Regions from separate parts of the Macaca mulatta genome. Here region 1 is linked to region 2. The links are chromatin contacts, called in public Hi-C maps. All regions are on one chromosome and are shown on one strand. Each heading gives the region's core, a stretch centred on a gene start, on an enhancer-like site or on the middle of the called end of the contact. The rest is flanking DNA. Distances are from core to core; before and after follow the strand shown.

Region 1 (4,967 bases), core at 1,606-4,105, 270 kb after region 2:
GGATTAGACCAATGGTTCCCAAATTTAAGCAACAGAATGAAGGGAAATTGAAAAATACAGATTTGGGCTGGGCTCGGTGGCTCACCCATGTAATCCCATTGCTTTGGGAAGCCTAGGAGGGAGGATGGCCTGAGGCCAGGAGTTTGAGACCAGCCTGGACAACATGGTGAGGTCTCATCTCTACCAAAAATTTTAAAAATTAGCCAGGTGTAGTGGCACACACCTGTGGTCCCAGTTATGGGGAGGCTGAGGCAGGAGGATCGCTGGAGGAGGTTGAGACTACAATGAGCTGTGTTTGGGCAACTACATTCCAGTCTGGATGACAGAATGAGAATGTGTGCCAAAAAAAGAAGAACGAAGATTCACAGGACTCACTGAATCAGAATATCTGGAAATGTCACCTGAGGCTCTCTTTTTTTTCTTTTTTTTTTTTTTTTTAAGAGACAGAGTCTTGCTCTGATAATGACATGAGCCACCTCACCAGGACAGATGCTGCATTTTTAAAAAACCCCTTAACCACCCACCCCCAACTTTGTGAAAAAGTTCAAACCTATAGAAAAGTTGAAAGTCAAAAGAAGAATACAATGAAAATACATATAGGCTTCACCTAGATTCTGTTAGATTTTGAAGGGAAGGGGAGGGTTAAAGAAAGAGTGGCGGCTCTACAGCAAATGCAGGCTTTATGTCCAGCATAAGACCTACAGAGGTGGGAGACCAGCTGAATGGCAGTGCCCACCGCTGCTTACAAGCTGGGGAAATTATAGGCCTGGGCAGGGAGGGGCCCCGGGGGGAATAGCCTACTGCCTGGGAAGATGTTGATAAGGTATTCCCATGATGAGGCAGTTTGGACTTTGTTCTGGTGGAATGTGATGTTCCTGGCACTTTCTCCCAGCAGAATATGATAAGAGGCATGCTGTTTCTCACCGCCTGAACCCCTGTGGAATGTTTCACTCTAAGCAAGGGCTGTGAAATGGCAGGGGGCTTACAAAATGGTGTAATTTGGACTAACAGATTCACCCATCCCCAGCAGTGGCCACATTTTCTTGCTCTCTCTCTGTGAGTGTGTGAGTATGCACATACACACAATACAAAATCACCTGAAAAAGTATCTGTCAACACCATATTTAACCCTAGTTACTTCATCAGGTAGCAAGGACATTCCCATGTATAACTACAATGTCATTATCATGTCCGAAGATTTTAATGTGATACAATAGTGTTTATTATAAAATCCATTGCAAAGTTGAGAATCTACATTTAAAATAAAACAAAACAAAAAAGCTTCCCAAGTGATTGGTGCAGTTGGAGGAGGATTGGAAACCACTAACCTGTATGATCTCTAATCTCTCCTCTAGTGCCAGCCTTTTGTGGGTTCATTCATGCATCACTAGTACCACAAGGCTCTGGGTAAGTGGGCTCACCACAGAACACGTGACACCAATGACGAACCTGGACTTCAAGGCCTTACGTATCAACAGTGGACACCACCACATTTACAGACTTCTCCAGACAGAGCTCCAACTGCACATCCACGTCCCAGAGCAGCATATATAGGTTCATCATTTCTCCAACCTGCTTCCCTTCCAGACTTTCATGGAAGCATAGGTTGTGCATTTTTAAATCAAAGACACTTGGCAGATCACATAGAAGTCAGGTGGAACAGTGAGGGGCAAGATAGTGGAGTAGTAGAAAGAGCATAGGTCTGATTTCTGGCTGGCCCATTTAAGTCACCTTTGACAAGTTACTGTAAACCCAGGTTTCTTATCCACAAGGTGGGATTAATAATACCTCATAGATACCTACAAGGATTAAGTGAGAAAACTTGTTGCCTATATCGTATATGTTCCCTATCCAAAAAGGTTAAACGTTTGGTTGGTAAATATAATGGCCTTGAATTGATAGCCAGGTTAAAGCTGCCCTTTTAGCTAGGTCTTTTCAGGACTCTGTTGAAATGGGAAGACTGGGATAGATCTCCAAACTCCTGCCAGCTCTAACCTTCTAAGACTTCATCCAAGCTTAACATCCATCAGACTCTGCACCTGCAGACCTCTGACTTCATCTCCTACCCCCTCCCCTGCATTCACATGCATTCACTTAGGCTGGGCGTGTGCGACCTGTCACCCTGTGGGTTCACTCTGTGAATTCACTCTCTGCTCCAGCTGCTCTGGTCTTCTCCCAGGTCCTCCACCAACCAAGTTCAGGACTTTTCCATTCACTTCCAGCCTGGAACACTCTTCTGTCTAGATTTTTTGCCTGCCCTTTTCATTTAGAACTCAGTTCAAATGTCACTCCTCAGTGAGCCCTCCCTTACATCTGAAGTAGCACTTACTGTCCCCTAGTCACTCTCCATCATGTTACCCTATTTTATTTTCCTTACAAGGTAATCAGAAATTATCTTAGTTGCTTTGTTTGTCATCTGTCTTCCCAAGTTGTTCCTGGAGTTCACCAAAAACTCAGCTCAAATGTCACTCCTCAGTGAGCCCTCCCTTACATCTAAAGTAATACCCACTGTCCCCTAGTCACTCTCCATCATGTTACCCTATTTTATTTTTCTTACAAGATAATCTGAAATTATCTTAGTTGATTTGTCATCTGTCTTCCCAAGTTGTTCCTGGAGTTCACCAAAAACTGGAATAAATGGAATGCACGCATGCATTAGTACGTCAATGGAGGGGCATTCTGTCCTACTTTCTTCGTTTTAGGAGCACGCTCTACCCCACCTGACCTCTAAAGGACCTAGAAGGAAAATGGGTAGACAACTGCGCGCGCTTCCACTGCCTAGCGGCAGCCGTGTTACCATGACAGCGTGACGCCGAGGGGGCCGGAAGGCGACGCACTACTACTTCCGCTTCCTCAACAGCAGCACTTCCGGGTTGGGAGAAAGGTGGCAGCGCTTTTGGAGGGTAAGTTGAAAGCGCCTTTGTTAGTTGTTTCTGCATTTCAAAATGCGCACGTAAAAACCCAGCGTGGGGTGGTGGATTTCCCCGTCTTCTGGGAGACCCGCCTTTTGGCCTGAGGTCTCCAGGCCGCGTCTTCGCCCCAGGCCTTATCTTGGGGAAACTGAGGTTTGGGTCTTTTTTTTTTCTTTTTTTAAAGATGGAGTCTTGCTCTTGTCGCCCAGGCTGGAGTGCGGTGGTGCGATCTCGGCTCACTGCAACCTCCGCCTCCTGGTTTCAAGCGATTCTCCTGCCTCAGCCTCCCAAGTAGCTGGGATTATAGGCGCCCGCCACCACGCCTAGGTAATTTTTGTATTTTTAGTAGAGACGGGGTTTCACCATGTTGGCTAGGCAGGTCTCGAACTCCAGACCTCAGGTGATCAACCCGCCTCAGCCTCCCAAAGTGCTGGGATTACAGGCGTGAACCACCGCGCCTGGCCGAGGCTTGGGTCTTTGGGAGTGAGAAGATGGAGAATTCACATCTGGTTAGTTCCTCCCCTCTCAGCCCTGGAGCGCCCACCTGGAAGCGGAGCGGGGTTTTTCTGGCACCTCAAAGGCGGTGAGAGAATCCGGGACCAGGTTTGAGCACATATCTGCAGGGCGGGAAGTGTATGTTCTGAGTAAGGGGGGATAAATGTATATCCGTTCTTTCAATATGTTTGGAGCACTGGGGAGCCATTTGGGAGCAAGGTGGCCAAAATTCCAGCCCTCAAGAAGCCGATCATATTATAACTGCCAGAAGTGTGGTGGGAACTGAAAAAAGCAGGGTTTCTGAAACCTAGAGAGAAGTGAGAGGTAGAGAAGTAGGCATGGACCTACCTCTCTCCATCTCTAGGCTAGATTATGAAGAAATGAAGACCTTTGCAGGTCTGTGAGGATTTTGACTTTATCTTAAGAATAACAGGGGAACTCTAAAAAGTTTTTAGCAGGGAGAGACTATATGTTTAGAAGGTTGTACTAGGCTCCAGAGACCAGAGGAAGTATTTACAAAAAAGAAGGAAAGGAACTGATGGAAGGGGAAATGTTATATAAAGAAATCAAGGCTGGGCGCTGTGGTTTACGCCTGTAATCCTGACACTTTGGGAGGCCGAGGCAGGTGGGTCACCTGAGGTCAGGAGTTCAAGACCAGACTGGCCAACATGGCAAAACCCCGTCTCTACTAAAAATAAAAAGATTAGCCGGGATTGGTGGCGTGTTCCTGTAATCCCAGCTTCTACTCCGGAGGCTGAAGCAGGAGAATCGCTTGAACCCGGGAGGCGGAGGTTGCAGTGACCTGAGATCGCGCCACTGCACTCCAGCCTGGGTGACAGAGTGAGATTCTGTCTCCAAAAAAAAGAAAGAAAGAAATCAGCCGGGCGCGGTGGCTCACGCCTGTAATCCCAGCACTTTGGGAGGCCGAGGTGGGTGGATCATGAGGTCAGGAGATTGAGACCATCCTGGCTAACACAGTGAAACTCTGTCTCTACTAAAAAATACAAAAAAATTAGCCGGGCGTTGTGGCGGTCACCGGTAGTCCCAGCTACTCTGGAGGCTGAGGCAGAAGAATGGCGTGAACCCGGGAGGCACAGCTTGCAGTGAGCCAAGATCACGCCACTGCACTCCAGCTTGGGCGACAGAGCGAGACTCCGTCTCAAAAAATAATAATAATCTGTTCTGTTTGTGATTTATTAAGAGGTCCTAAAAGATGGGCCTGAAAAGCATCTGTTGAAGTTAGTGGCTTTAAGGACACTCTTGCTGGAGCAGTCTCAGTGGAGTAGTGGGGTGGGAGCTCCAAGGATGTGGGTTAATAAGTGGATGAAAGGTGAGGTAATGAAAAGAGTGATTTCTCTATCAGGAATGTTGCTGTGAAGGGGAAGAAAGAGAACAGCTGGATGAGACTTAGGGTTAGACGACAGTTGCTTTTTTTTTTTTTTAAGTTAGAGGAGATTAAATATTATTGGTGTTTTACTAGAAAACACAGGCTGAAGATACAGGAGAGAGATGGGGTACCTGGGGGACCACTATCTCTCTGAGAAGGCAGGAGGGGGTTGG
Region 2 (5,449 bases), core at 2,155-4,654:
CCAATCATTTAATTGTACAACATCCAGTTTCCAGTTGACCACTAATACTATTCAAAAGTAATTGCAGTTTTCACCATTACTTTTAATGGCAAATACTTTTAATACTAACTGTTAGGCATTTTGTAAGCACCTGACAAAAATTCACTTGAAGCTTTTAGACAGTAAGCTTCTTGAGGACAGGTAATAGAGTTCAAAGCCAGGCAACAGTTATTTAACTTAATGTAGCAGATGAAGTTAATACTTTCTAAGGCTCCTAACAATTGATGCGCAATACAATTCGGTACACATATATTATCAGAATTTGGAACTATACACAAATGACTCACTAGATGAGTCACTAAATCAATAGTCCAATGGGAAAAACAATTCTGACATTCTTAAATCACTATTTCATTGCTTTTCAGATTTATACTGTTCACCTTTATACCATACAATCTTATAAAACAGCTGATAGATAATTAATGTCTGACCTATTACATAACTGCAGATTTTCCTGCAAATTCATAATCTAAATAACATAATCATAGAGCAAAAGCTTCAAAGGTGTTTAGTACCTAGTTTTCTAACAATGCTACACTAAAACTGTGATCTGTGCTGCAGACTGTCCACTGTTTAGGTTAGACCGAAGGCATGCTGCACAGCACCGAGCAGATTTAAATCCACAGACTGCCAATGGGTGGAGTCATCAAAGAGCTGATACGGACTTCTTTACATTCCTACCATCACACAAGAGTTTTAACCCACAGAGGGCTCTTGTAGAACTGCAGGGACAATTCGGAATTCACTCACTTCAATCAGTCTAAAAAGACTGCAAAAGGACTGATGGTTTATGTGATGTGCATAAAAAAAAAAACCACCACAGTACAGAAGGGGAAGATGTTACTAATTAATTTCGTCGAAGCCATTTGTCAACTATAAGACAGCTATATAAGGATTTCCTGTTACTAGGTAGCAGTTGTGTTAAATGTCAGGTGAGGCAAAATGACAGTCCACAACCACAATATTAATCCAGACTCCTACTCCTTCATACCTGTATAACTGCATTATATTTTCACCTTGAGCATTTACAGTGTGCCAAGAATTGGGCCAAGTGATTATGTATGTTTAATTCAATCTTCCAAAAAGCCTAAACAGGGTTTCATTATCCCTCTTTTATAGATAGGCCTATCTTGTGCCAAAGCCCAATCTCTTAACTTCTATTTTACACTGATCCCAGCAATCATCTTCTTGCCTCTATCCAGCAATGTTCCTGAACCACAGCAGGTCACTCTATGCTAATGAAACTGTTAACAACATCTTGAAGGCTTCCTAGATTGAAGCCAACTTCCTCATACCAACCTTCCAAGTGCACAACTGGCCTCATCTTACTTTCTCTGACTCTCTAGAAAACCTATTTGAGCTCATGTACTGATCCGTCATTATACAAACAATCGTAAATGATGTTCATGAGTTAAACGTGTATGCACATGGGATGAATGCCTCATTCCCACCACCTGGAATGCCCTTTCCTTCCTTCCTCTTACAAACCAAACGCTACCTTCTTTGGGACTGCTGTAGATTCACCACCAGATGACCTGCCCCATAAAAGTCTCTCCTCTTACTATTCCCTCCTTTCTTTACATTCTCTCTGCTAAGGTATTCGATCTCTACCATACTGACATACATACTTTCCTTGAGTTGATGTGCGTATGAATATCCTTGGAAACAGTTAAGTGCCTTTTCAGCAGAAGATACACCTTTTAAATCACCTTTCTTCTGCCTTCCTCCTTTTGTAATTCTCAATTTCATAGGGTTGCATCTGTCTATCTGATCTGTTTACACTTGAACAAATGTGTTCACATCCTCTTCAAGATCTCAGAGAAAGCTCAGTCATACAAGCTGACGAACAATCTAACAACAAGCTGTTTGAAACTTGAATTAAATATGCTACAAAGTGATGAGGGTTATCATCACCCTACCTATAGCTAATGACTCATATTTTAAATGGCTGTACAGAATAAGAGTTTACGAACACATCAACATGTTCTCTGTGTGTGGATACACATCTTTCTAATGCTTATCACTACCTGACAGGACCTTATCATTTGTGCTTGACTTGCCAAAGAATGTAAGCTTCATGAGGGCAGGGGCTCTATTTTGCACACTGCTTTATTTCCAGAACATGCGGTAGCACCAAGCACAGCGGTATTCAAATATCTATTGAATGTATGAATATACACTTTGACAGATCACACGTAAGTGTACGCTTCTATTAAGGATATATGGAAAGTTTTTACCCCTCTAAGCAACTAAAAGGAACGCTATGGCTTACTACTTGACCTTGCGCTTGAAGTTTAAGATATGCAGTTGTTTCGAGTCTTTATTTTCGTTCTACATCCCAAAGATGTTTGGTTAGTGAAGAAAAACTAGAGTACAAACCCCGAGATCCAGTATTTACCCGTTTGCCCAAGGAGAGGCGAGGACCATTCATAATAAAGTCACTTAAACAGTTAAGACTATGGATAGGACCAGTTTTTCTTTTCTCAAGCTAAAGTGGCGCGAGAGGAGGGCACACACAGTAGACAAAGCCAGCCAAGAAGCTCGGAAACTCGGCCCCGAACAATAGGAGCAACGACAGAGGCAGGCCCCGGGTTGGATCTGCAGGGGGTGGAGTCTCAGAAAGCTCCACCGAGTAACCCGTTCCATGTGCCGGCCCGACGCTGGGGCGAAGGAGGGGTTGGCGGGACTTAACTCCGGGAAAGCCCCCTGGGTGTGTACCTGTGTTTGGGGCGGCGGGTGACCTGGGGAAACAGGGTGTAGACAGCTGCAGGGCTTTTCTTTCTTTCTTTTTTTTTTTTTTTAAAGCGGTGGCAACCCTGGCTGCTTAATAAATCCCCAGCGCTCGGCGCGAAGAGGGAAATCCCCGCACCGAGTGCGGGACCGGATTCCCCTGGGACGGATGACGCGGCCGCGAGAGGGGGACAGGGGAAGACTCTGGGAATGGCGAGGGATGACTTACTTTGAGGAGACAGCTGTTGAGAGGGGCGGGCACCGAGGTGCGGTGGATAACCAGGTCCTGGCCCGGGTTGTGCACGTCGCAGATGAGCTCCAGCACAGCGATGCTGCGGGCCGTGGACACAGACACGCGGTGGTCCTCGGACCAAGCCAGCGGTTCCAGGCCGCTCACCGCATACTGCAGCTTCACGGCCGGCTCCCGCCGAGTCACCATGAGGCGGAATGCAGCGCTGGGCCCCGGGGCCGCGTCCGCTGCTGGCTCCTTCCCGCCCGCCTCGCCGCCCCCCTCCTCTCCCTCCTCCTCTCCGGGTGGCGCAGGCCCGTCGTCCGCGGGCCCCACTCGGGCCTGGTCGGCCGTGTTCATCTTCTCTCAGGTGCAGAGGTCGGACGCCCTGGCGCTCCAAACCCGCGTCTCAGTCGCGCCGCCACCTCCCGGACCGCCGCCGCCACCCCCAGCACCCTCCGCGGCGGTTTTCTCCCCTCAGGCCCCGAGCGCCGCCGAGCCAGGAAGGACCCCGCCGTTGCCAGGCAACGCGGCTCTGCCAGGTGGCCGAGGAACTGCCTGTCCAGAAAAAGGACCGCGAGCTGGGAGCCAAGAGGACCCCCTTCCCCCTGCCCAGGCTGGGACTGAGCTCCAGAGCCTGTTAGGGAGCTACCCAGTTAGGCTTTAGTTCCTAAAGTGCCGAGGAAACGCACGCAGCAGTAAAGGGGAGACTCGTCGGTGAGATGGCGCCGGGCCTCGTTTCTCAGAGGCATTCAGAGAGCTTCCCCAGCGTGAACTCTCGGCCGAATGTGATTTTGCCACGCCGCGAGGGACGCAGAGCGGGGCTGCCACCCGGCGGGGGCACGCGCCCCCGGCTCGCCCCGACCCGGCCGGTGCCGCCGTCCCCGGCTCCTCTCGGGGCTGGTGCGTACAGCTGGAGCCGTTCCGGACCCGGAAGGGGCGGTGGCGCAGGGTCCTCGCGCGTCCCACGTGGGGTCCCGGGCCCAGCAGGTCTGCGCACCCGGCTCGCCGCTGCACCACGCGTCACCCACGCAGGCCATGGCAGCCGCCGACAGTTCGCTCTCGGACAACCCCAGGACGTTCTCCAGACGTCCCTCAGCCCAGGCGAGTCGAGTGAGTTCTGACCTGGCTTCAGCTCCGTCCCCACCCGCGGCCCGGCTCTCGGCGCGCCGCGAGCTGCAGCCGTGCCTCAGAGTCGGGTTTCGAGTCATTTACGGAGTTCAGCGGGAGAAAGTCAGACACGGGGCAGCTTCTGGACAAGTTGCGCCGAAACACGTGTCTCTAACCGGAACACCACCCGCGGGGATGCGCCTGGAAGGGGGGAGTGGAGCGGTGTGGAGGGGCGGGAGCTGGCTCCTGCGCGTGGAAAAGTAGAGGAAAGAATTAGAGGCTGTTTCCCGTGGAAGGTAGGACCTGACGCTCCGGCGCAAGTCCCAGGCCAAGGCTTAACTTCTCTAAGCCAGTTTCCTCGACTGAGTGCGGACTAAGCTCTGGGTTTTTTTTATTTTTTTATTTTTTATTTAAATCTTCCTACATTCCTGTTTGGGAAGAGTCATGCGCTACAAACCATAAATTCTCATCAGATGGCTTTCATTTAACCCTATATATCGTGACTTACTTTCCAGTCTGGCTCTGGCCTAATATTATGTGACAAAGAAGAAAGTTAAAATATTACCCCAAAACATATTTCTTTGCCATATTTTGAAATGGCCCTGCAAAGCTGTTCTTTGTGGCCAGGGCGGGGGGCGTGGAAATTTCCATCTGTAAAGAATCTCTATTAACAAAGCTAGATCTTTTTCTTCCAGGCCCTCGCAATCCTAAAGAGATTAAGAGTCTACCACCTTTCAAAGATCTGAATAGGGAACACTTGTCTGTTGTCTCTAAGGGCAGCCACTGAAGACTTCAAAAGAACCTTGGTCTCCACAATCTTATCTTCACCTGAGCATTTTCTTTGTATGCATCCCAGGTGTTTAGACAAACTCAACCAATTGTCAACCAGAAAATGTTTAAATTTACCTATACCCTGGAAGTCCCCGCTTTGAGTTGTCCCACCTTTCTGGACAAAACCAGTGTATTTCTGAAATGTATTTGATTGATGTCTGATGCCTTTCTAAAATGTGTAAAACCAGGCCGCACCCCGACCACCTTGGGCACATGTTCTCAGGACCTCCAGAGGGCTGGGTCACAGGCCGTGGTCACTCATGCTTGGCTGAGAATAAGTCTCTTCAAATATTTTAGAGTTTAACTATTTTCGTCACCATGAGGAAGGTTCGTTTGTTGCAGGAGTGAGGACTGGCCAACTAGGAGTTTTCTTTGAAGAGCTTTCAAAAATGGGACAGATTTTCTTTTTTTTTGAGACGGAGTTTCGCTGTGTCGCCCAGACTGGAGTGCGGTGGCGATCTCGGCTCACTGCAAGCTCTGCCGCCCGGGTTCACGCCATTCTCCTGCCTC

Evidence for each region. Hi-C and Micro-C count contacts between places; a contact is called where the count stands out from the background.
Region 1: a Hi-C map of cortical neurons shows a contact between it and region 2, with 3 times the contacts expected there. The contact joins the promoter of TTF1 here to the promoter of DDX31 in region 2. A contact is called at or near these places in 2 of 14 Hi-C or Micro-C datasets (cortical neurons and fetal cortex germinal zone).

What each region holds. Positions count from the first base shown.
Region 1 is chr15:15,067,074-15,072,040 of T2T-MMU8v2.0, forward strand. TTF1 (transcription termination factor 1) reads left to right here and starts at 2,856. Exons shown (of 12, transcript XR_013405343.1): 1 at 2,856-2,903. LOC144334999 (a long non-coding RNA gene) reads right to left here. Exons shown (of 2, transcript XR_013405360.1): 1 at 4,536-4,967; 2 at 2,873-3,050.
Region 2 is chr15:14,792,767-14,798,215 of T2T-MMU8v2.0, forward strand. It overlaps DDX31 (DEAD-box helicase 31), which reads left to right and starts at 3,405. Exons shown (of 21, transcript XR_013405346.1): 1 at 3,405-4,111. All of the region lies in intron 1 of SPACA9 (sperm acrosome associated 9), which reads right to left. It overlaps GTF3C4 (general transcription factor IIIC subunit 4), which reads right to left and starts at 3,448. Exons shown (of 5, transcript NM_001260973.1): 1 at 2,999-3,448. The coding sequence starts at 3,358.